Linked DNA regions of Mus musculus: regions 2 and 3 are each linked to region 1. Evidence: chromatin contacts called from public HiChIP or PLAC-seq data. All regions are on one chromosome and are shown on one strand. The core of a region is the stretch at or near the end of the contact, and the rest is flanking DNA. Distances in the headings are between cores, read along the strand shown. Region 1 overlaps Pds5b (PDS5 cohesin associated factor B). Region 2 overlaps Stard13 (StAR-related lipid transfer (START) domain containing 13). Region 3 overlaps Stard13 (StAR-related lipid transfer (START) domain containing 13).

The links. HiChIP or PLAC-seq counts read pairs in DNA pulled down with a chosen protein or histone mark.
Region 2: an HNF4G HiChIP or PLAC-seq map of pancreatic cancer cells shows a contact between it and region 1. The contact joins two enhancer-like sites. A contact is called at or near these places in 1 of 484 Hi-C or Micro-C datasets (nephron progenitors) and 1 of 115 datasets of contacts at active chromatin or transcription factors (pancreatic cancer cells).
Region 3: a FOXA1 HiChIP or PLAC-seq map of pancreatic cancer cells shows a contact between it and region 1. The contact joins two enhancer-like sites. A contact is called at or near these places in 1 of 484 Hi-C or Micro-C datasets (cerebral cortex) and 1 of 115 datasets of contacts at active chromatin or transcription factors (pancreatic cancer cells).

The regions. Positions count from the first base shown.
Region 1 is chr5:150,705,434-150,708,386 of GRCm38.p6, reverse strand. All of the region lies in intron 1 of Pds5b (PDS5 cohesin associated factor B), which reads right to left. It also overlaps the pseudogene Gm24630. Among named protein-coding and RNA genes, the nearest start is that of Pds5b, 33 kb to the right of the region's middle. Within about 2 kb of position 1,571, at least 27 of the 459 cell types and tissues checked have an H3K27ac peak or open chromatin away from gene starts, as enhancers often do. A contact at or near this core is called in pancreatic cancer cells, where this site is marked.
Region 2 is chr5:151,141,041-151,143,993 of GRCm38.p6, reverse strand. All of the region lies in intron 1 of Stard13 (StAR-related lipid transfer (START) domain containing 13), which reads left to right. Among named protein-coding and RNA genes, the nearest start is that of Stard13, 48 kb to the left of the region's middle. Within about 2 kb of position 1,488, at least 151 of the 459 cell types and tissues checked have an H3K27ac peak or open chromatin away from gene starts, as enhancers often do. A contact at or near this core is called in pancreatic cancer cells, where this site is marked.
Region 3 is chr5:151,111,385-151,114,337 of GRCm38.p6, reverse strand. All of the region lies in intron 1 of Stard13 (StAR-related lipid transfer (START) domain containing 13), which reads left to right. Among named protein-coding and RNA genes, the nearest start is that of Stard13, 77 kb to the left of the region's middle. Within about 2 kb of position 1,442, at least 56 of the 459 cell types and tissues checked have an H3K27ac peak or open chromatin away from gene starts, as enhancers often do. A contact at or near this core is called in pancreatic cancer cells, where this site is marked.

The DNA.
Region 1 (2,953 bases), core at 322-2,821:
GTAAGATGAACTGAGATTCCAAGTCTGAACCTTGAGGAAATAAATATATTGATAGGGAGAAATGCAGAAAGAGTGTCAAGGAGCATAACAGATACAAACACCTGGGATCAAGAAGGCTGTCTGAAGACAGAGGCTGATATATAGTGGCAATTACTTTAGCGAAAACACACAAAATGACCTCAGCAAATACTTCCTTGAACTTGGTTGGATGATACTTCTTTTTAGATCTATTTATTTACAAATATAGAAGGCCTCACGAATTTGCTTGTCATCCTTGCACAGAGCCATGCTAGTATTTTCTGTATCATTCCAAGTTTAGTATATGTGCTATCAACGTGAGGAGGGATATTTAAAAAAAAAAAAAAGTTTTTTGGAAGACAATGTCTAATCACAAGGTAAATAAAAAGAAAGTGTGAAGAAAGGAAGCAATGTGAGTGGAAGTCTGTGTTGTTGAGCCCAAATATAACCTCCATCTCAGCCACCATGGCCACTTTGTTCATGTGCCCATTGAGCAATGTCAAGGATGTCTGGGGAAGAGGCTGACTGACTAGAGAACGGGTCATCCTATCCATTTGATTACTGAACTCCTCCTCAGCTGAAGTCACCTTTTGATAAGCATTAACATGGAACACAAATATCTTCACATCCTTTGCCCACTTGGAGAGATCTATCCACATACTTCTTCCCCAGATGTTTTCTCACCAATTTTCCAATTGTGATCTTTCCAAGTCCCTGACCATCTAGCCAATCCATTGGCTACAGCCCATGAGTCAGTGAATAATCGTACATCTGGCCATTTCTTCTTCCAAACAAATTGTAATACCATGTGTACTGCTAGAAGTTCTGCCCACTATGAAGATTTCCCTTCACCTGTGTCTTTCAGGGTTGTCCCAGAAAGGGGTTGTAATGCTGCAGCTGTACACTTCTGGGTGGTGCCTGCATAACGTGCAGAGTCATCAGTAAACCCTGTCCTAGTCTTCTCCTCTTCAGACAGCCAGTCATAGGGAACACCCCATGAGGCCATAGGCACATGCTTGATAGTAGATAGCATTGTAACAGGAGGAGAAACCATAGGCATTTAGAGCAACTTCTTCATGTAACTTGCTTGTGCCTTCACAACCTGCTCGGGCCCAATCACGTATATACCACTTCCATTTGATAATAGACTGCTGCTGTGCATGTCCTACTTTATCACTTGGAGGGTCTGGTAACACCCAGCTCATGATGGGTAGTTCAGGTCGCATAGTAACTTGGTGTACTACTGTCAAACGTTCAGTTTCCACTAAGGCCCAATAGCAGGCCAAGAGCTGCTTTTCAAAGGAAGAATAGTTGTCTGCAGATGATGGTAGTAGAGCTTTGCTCCAAAATCCCAAAGGTCTCTTCTGTGATCCACCTACAGGGGCCTGCCAGAGGCTCCAAACAGCATCTCTATCTGCCACCAACACCTCAAGTTCCATCGGGTCTGCTGGGTCATATGGCTTAAGTGGTAGAACAGATTGCACAGCAGCCTGGACCTGCTGAAGAGCCTTCTCCTGTTCTAGGCCCCACACAAAGCTAGCAGCTTTCTGAGTCACTTGGTAAATAGGCCTGAGTAACACACCCAAGTGAGGAATGTGCTGTCTCCAGAATCCAAGTAGACCCACTAAATACTGTGCTTCTTTCTTGGTGGTGGGAGGGGCCAGGCAAAATAACTTATCTTTCACCTTAGAAGGAATATCTCTGCATGCCCCATACCTCTGGACTCCTAAGAATTTCACTGAGGTAGATGGTCCTTGAATTTTGGTTGGATTTATTTCCCATTCTCTGATACCCATATGTGTTACCAAAGAGTCCAAAGTGGTTGCTACTTCCTGCTCACTTGGTCCAATCAGCATAATGTCATCAATATAATGCACCAATTTTGTGGAAGAGACAAGATCCCTTCTAACTAAGTTATGACACAGGGCAGGAGAGATAATATATCCTTGAGGCAAAACTGTGAAGGTATATTGCTGGCCTTGTCAACTGAAAGCAAATTGCTTCTGGTGCTCCTTATGGACAGGTACTGAGAAGAAGGCATTTGCTAGATCAATAGTTGCATACCAAGTACAAGGAGCTGTGTTAATTTGCTCAAGTAACAAAACTACATCTGGTACAGCAGCTGCAATTGGAGTTACTACCTGATTTAGTTTTCTATAGTCAACTGTCATTCTCGATGATCCATCTGTCTTTTCCACTGGCCAAATAGGAGAGTTAAAGGGACAAGTGGTGGGAACCACCAACCCTGCATCTTAAGTCCTTGATAGTAGCAGTAATTTCTGCAATTCCTGCAGGAATACGATACTGTTTTTGATTCACTATTTTCTTTGGCAGAGGCAGCTCTAAAGGTTTCCTTCCATTTAGCCTTTCCAACCATAATAGCCCTCACTCCACAGGTCAGGGAACCAATGTGAGAATTCTGCCAATTTCAGAGTATATCTATCCCAATACATTCTGGAACTGGGGGAATGACCATAGGATGTGTTCAGGGACCTAGTTGACCTACTATGAGTCAGACATCAGTCAAAACTCCATTAATCACCTGTCCTCCATAAGCTCCTACTTTAACTGGAGGACCACAATGTTTCTTGGGATCTCCTAGGATCAGTGTCAACTCAGAACCAGTATCCAACAGACCCCTGGAAAGTCTGATTATTTCCTTTCCCCCAGTGTACAGTTACCCTTGTAAAAGGCCATAGGTCCCTCTGGGGAAGAATTGGGGAAAGGCTAACAACAAAACTTTTAGCTATCTTATCAAGATCCTTTCTCAGAGGAACCTGGCCACACCTTCACTCAAGGGGTTCTGGGTCTGCAAACTGGCTCAAATCTGGAATTGATTCACTGGCTGAGATTGCCTTTTGCCACGATCCAATGTAGCCTTTCTTTCATTTGAGAAATTTTTCTGCTTATACAGATCAAACAGATATGAAGTAGG
Region 2 (2,953 bases), core at 239-2,738, 440 kb before region 1:
CTGAAATAAGAGAAGGTGAAAAGAGTGATTCTGGAGGCAGAGCTTAGGCTGGTGGGGATTGCCATAGAGTCTTTCAAGCAGCTTCCCTAGATGGGCCACATCCAGGTCTCCTTTCAGTCAAGGTGAGAAGAACGTGCCCAGGCTATTCTCTGCCTACATTGAGAGGTTTGAGAAAGAGGGGTCACTCTTTGACAGCAAGATTAACTGGAAACACAGGGTGATGTCACAACAGCAGTGACTCTTCTCACCTGGGATTGATCTGGGGACACTGATGCTCACAGTCCTGTCTGAAGAGTGAAGTCTCCAGGTCTTCGGCCATCTGCTCGCAATAATGGCAGATTCACTTTCAGATCCCATGACCTCTCAGGGTGCTCTTGCAGGGGTTCTCAAGGCCTGGGGTGAGTGCTGCTTCCCTTAGAGTGCAGGCAGGGTCACCTCAACATCTGAGGCACTCACTGGGGTTCTCTCTGCCCTGATTCTGGCAGCAGACACTCTCCAAAAGAGCCTGCCACATTGTAAACCCATTAAGGCTTGACTCCCTGGGGACAACAAAGAGAACTAACTGCCTTTTGAATGTGGGCTGTGTGGAGGGGACAGCAGTGCCTTCTGGCACCGGGGCTTGTCCTCAGGGCCAGGGTAATCTGTAGGGAAAGTTACAGGCTTCTGAGGGGATATTTTCACAGGTTCTCCAAACAAAAGGCTCTTTCTTTCCACTCTGTCCGACTCTCCTGCTAATTAACTGAGCCTAGTGGAAAGCAGGCCACTTCTGCAAAGAGACTCCTGTGCACGGGGTGCTTAGGATGTTTTTGTCTTGTTTGTCCGAGGAGGCACTGAGAAGGCCCTATTTGGGGAGCTGGTAGCAAGGCTGCCTGCAGACTGTCACAGGACACCTCATTTCTTCTAGTAATTTCCCCCATATGCACAGCCCAGCAAGCTGTGCTCGCCTGGCAGACATGGTAAGCACCTCGTCTAGGTCACTCAGTCCCCTCCTGCAATTGATTGTCCTTCACCTCAGGGACCATTCAGTCCATGTCTTCTTGGCACTCCTGGGCTGTAGCTCACTGACCTCTGTTTACTGCCCTGTTGTCGCTATTTAAGAAGTCCCTTTCCAGACCATCTGTCTTAGATTGCTATTCTGTTTACTTTCCCGCAGGCCCAGGGCCCTGTCTCTTGTATGTCTTTTGAATTCAAAATGCACTGGAGGACCGGGAAGCTCATTAGGCAAGCAATTTCTATTCCAGCGTCTGCTTAGGCAAAGTTTGCCAGAGCCTGCCAGCCTTCTGGAATTGTGGCTGAACCTTTCGAAACTTAGCTTTTAACACTGCCTTTTTTTTTTCTTCCCTTGTTTTGTAATGTTTATAACTAAGTACTATGCAGTTTGGAAAGAGTACTGAATCTTGTTTGTTTTATTCCTGTGTATGACCTTGACCATGAGGAGACATGTAAATTTGATCTGACTCTTATCAGTATTGACTCAAGATTTCTCATTTGTTTCTGTTTAGGCCGGTTTGGTTATGAGACTCGGGGTTGGGGGGGAAGCTCTTCACAGGCCTCTAGTGGACATGCAGCAGAACTGTTGAAATCTCACATTCAAATGCATTGGACCTTGGTGTGGAATTAGGCAATCGCAGAAATAACATTCTTTGTTGGTATTTCAATTAAGGATAAGTCATTGCATTTGTGTTAAAGGCAAAGGGAAGAAGAGTGACCGGAATCAAATTCGTGTTTGCCTTTGGCAGATCACTACCTAGTGGTCAACTTCTGCCGGCTCTATATTTATTTTGGCTTTTATTTGTGTGCCTATGGGTTTTGGGGCCTTCGTGCCACAGAGTGTAGCATGTGAAGGGCAGAGGGTAGCTTGCAGGAGTCCGAACTCTCCTCCTCCCTGTTCATCTCATGTGGGTTCTGAAAGAATAAAAAGGGAAAGGAATGTGCCTGATTCCAGTGAGGCATGGTGGAGGAGATGGTTCATTGTTGACATGGAAGAAGGTGGGAACATCTGGGAGGGTCCAAAGTAGACATAACCCTGAGCCATTCGAGGAGAGGGGGGAAGGGAAGAGAGAGAGGAGAGAGAGGGGAACCAGCAGCCAGGAGGCCCAAAGGTACAAAAAGAGACTAGGTAACCAAAATGGTTAGATTATATAGCGAAGGGAAGCTGGAGGAAGGGCAGCCCAGCCCAATGGGCTGGAGAATTCAGGGCAGGGGATGGAGCACACCAGCCAGCCAGGATGGCCCCTTATCTGGGAGAACCTGGAAGCCTCTCCTTTGATATGTTAAGTAGGCCCCTCTGCCATTTGTCTAGGGTTTGAAACCTAACAGTTTCCAGTCCTGGAAACAAATGCCTCTTCCCTCTGAGCCTTCACCTTCTCCTCATGCAGTTATAACTTTACCAAATACTTTCGCTAGAGCAGCCATACAGAACAATAAAGAGTCTTATTTCATCAAAGCAATTTAATTGTAACATCACCTTATCATTTCAAGTCAACTGCATTGTGAATTCATTTTGCCCAAGGTTGGTGAGGTCTTTGAAATACCTGCTATTTTAATAGATTCGTAGTCTGAATGCTTCACCTGAACTAAGCAAAAAAAAAAAAAAAAAAAAAAAAAAAATCACAAGTCCTTGTCAAGAAATATGTGAAGAATCATTATGCAGAGAGAACCCCACCCTTCCCCGACGCCTGAATCCCACTCCCCACCCCCACCCCCCACCCCACATACAGTGATTTTCCATGAGGGCTCCCTTGCCTCTTCATGCTTCTGTGCCTCGCTTTTATGTTTCCTTTGCTTGAGTAACTCCACCCTTGCACCACTTAACCCACCCAGCAAAATCCTTCATATCCTTACCCATCCAAATCAAATGTTCTTTTTTCTTTCTTTTTTTTTTCTTTTTTCCTTCTCTCTCTCTCTCTCTCTCTCTCTCTCTCTCTCTCTCTGGCAATTCTAACACACACAC
Region 3 (2,953 bases), core at 193-2,692, 410 kb before region 1:
CTTCCCTACGGCTATGAGGCTCTGATTGCTGTCCCCAAAATGGTGTCAGTAAAGTCAACCACAGAGTATCAGGAGAGCAAGAAGCCACATGAGGGGCTTTGACTAGGTGGCCAGAGCACTCTGTTTTGATGGTCATCAAATGTTCCCTGCCCTCACCTCTATAAATCTTTTAGGGATGTCAGTCCAACAGGAAACCCAGTGGTCTCCTGTAGCGCCTTCTGGGAACCTGCCACGACCTTTGGAAAATGTTGCTTAGTGATTCTACTTTCTCTCCTCATTTTTGCCAACAAGAAGTTCTATTTTTAGCAGAGTTTGGTAAACCCTTCCTTATAGATGTCCTTTCTCCACATCTTATTCTATGTGATTTAATTACCAGTTAATGCATTAATGCATATGTGTGTATGTGTATACATATAGAAGTTATATTAGAAACTTTTCTGTATTTTTATCTGTTATGTACAGTCTAGCTCCTTCAGAAGAATTTGGAAAAGTTCATAGTTATAGACAAAGACTGGAAACAAAAAATACTTGTTTCAAGTATCAACATCCTAATGCAAGACCTAGGTCGCCTCTTTTAACCTCCCTGATCCTTGGTCTCTTCCTCCTCCTGATGGAGGTGGTTAAATGAGCATTCTACATAATATGTTGGGCATCATGCCACAACTGAAATACCAACAGTAGCCACATAGATTTCTTTTAGCAGAATATTTGAACAGTTTATAGGAAGAAATTTTTGTTTAAAAGAATAATCACAGAAACTTTGTGAGCCTTATAAACCTTTCTCAAATGGAGTATGTTAAAGAGGACATTCCAGAATATGCCTTTTTGGAAAAGGGCAACATCTCAACAAATAAAGGAAGAGAGAACATTATGTTGTCAGGATATATTGTTAGCTCCCAAATAGCCTATTCCCTGTTTAGTAACTACCACAATTATTGTAAGTGTTTATATCCGGTCGAACCATAAAGTACCTTTGCGTGCTGTAAAACTTTTTCCTTTTCTGAGACAACTCAGGTGCAGTGTAGCCCTGTGTGCCTGCCATTGGTCAAGTGCAGTGGGAACAGAATAAACAGATAATGGGGGTCACAGATGCCTGCAAGTCAACTTCAGAGAAAGCCAGCCAAGGCCACAAGCACCTAGGCCTGTTTGCATGGCTGATTTGTCCAAGGCTATTTACTTACCTAGACACCCTAAGGTCTGTCTTAGAGTAACAGAATGACCTTTAAAGACACGACTTTACTCAGGGCCCACGTTCCGGCATCATGCCTTTATGCTTGCTTCTGTTAGAACTGGATCACAAAACAGGGAGCAATTAGAAATGTTACACTTCATCCCCAAATTGAGAAAGAATGCATCGGAGCTGGCCCTAGGGACCAAGAGGCAGCAGCTGAGCCTGCGGTTTTGTGGAGATTCTTAGCCTGCTATGTCAGAGACCACACTATGAAGTCATGTCAACCGCTGGGATCAAGGCTCATCAACAAAGCTTTCCGAGCAATGCAAGAGTCAGATAAACCTCAGCATTCCATGCTATTCCCTGGCACTCTCGGGGGGTTTTCCTTCATCTAGTTGGCGTAGGTGTGGCCATTGTCTACCCTCAGGCAGCCATGACAGAAGGACAAGGCTTATCTTCTCTGGAGTCTGTGACATTATCCCAGTGGCATGGGTGTCTCTGATTATATGTACTACATCAGAGTTTCATTTCCCAAATCACAAGATTCTCAGCCCTCTGCAAAGACTTTCGGAGCGCCTTCCTCTTCCCGGTAAGGCTCGATGTTGGGAAGGGTCAGGTTTTGCAGACAGTCACACAGCTGGCAAGCTGCTCTTTGGAGTCACTTCATTAGACCCCTCTCAACTCACCCCTGAAATAATAACCTGCCTTATCAAAGCCCTGCACTCTAGAAGGTCTTGTTCCCCTTCATCTTCTGACCTTATAAACTATAGACTGCGAGCAATAAAATCATTTTTAAAAAGTAGATTTAAATCATCTTAAAGTCACTCTTCTTGTGACCTTTAGCAGCTGTATCACCAAAGCTTTCCCAAGAAACGAACACTTAAAAAGATGAAAAGGTGGATATAATTTCTGACCTATTTTTGCTTTAGGAGCAATTCATGATGTGATCAAATATACCTTGCAAATTGTTTACAAATTTCCAAAGCTTTTTTTTTTTTTTATTTGAAATTTGCGTAATGCAGAGCATCGGAATGAAACTGAAGGTTTTGCTTCTGCTTTTGCTTTGATTAAACACTTCTTTCTGCATGGTTATATCAAGCATAGCAGGACCATCCCAGACCCACGTCCTTCACCGCTAGTCCATCACGGTGGCCAAGAGCTGCATGCTTAAAAACATTGGCCTTTTGGCTTTCATAGTTCATCTTTGTAATACATTTTATGCAAACCGCATTCTGGTTATTAAAAAAAAAAAATCCCAAGCTGGGACTCACTGCCCAGGATAGAACTTTAGCCAAAGAGGAATTCCTTAGCTTCACATATCACAGTATAGCTTACACAACAGGAAGCTTGTTTTCATCCTAAGGAGCACTGGGAAGCCAGATTCTAAAATAACAAAAAAGAAAAAAAAAAAATCTAGGGTCAGGTGCGGTCTGCCATTTTTACAATAACATTAAAAGGCTGGTTTCAGTCAGGTTTGTCACTTGCCTACTTCTCACTTGCCAAACCCCAGGGCACCGAGCATAGGCCAAACCAGGGTGAGCAGAGCAGCCAGCATCCTGAAACCAGGAGGGTTCAACTCCAGAAGGACGGCAGAGGTTCTGACTTTAAAAGCATCTAAACAATGCCTAAATATTTAGTACCTGATATTGCCTTAAGTATTTACCTAAAATAAGTAACACTTTTTATTTCTATTTCATTTATTTTTGCCTTGAGAAATAGCTAGAACGCAAATTTGTTTGTTTGTTTGTTTGTTTGTTTGTGAGATACAAGGTCTTACTATGT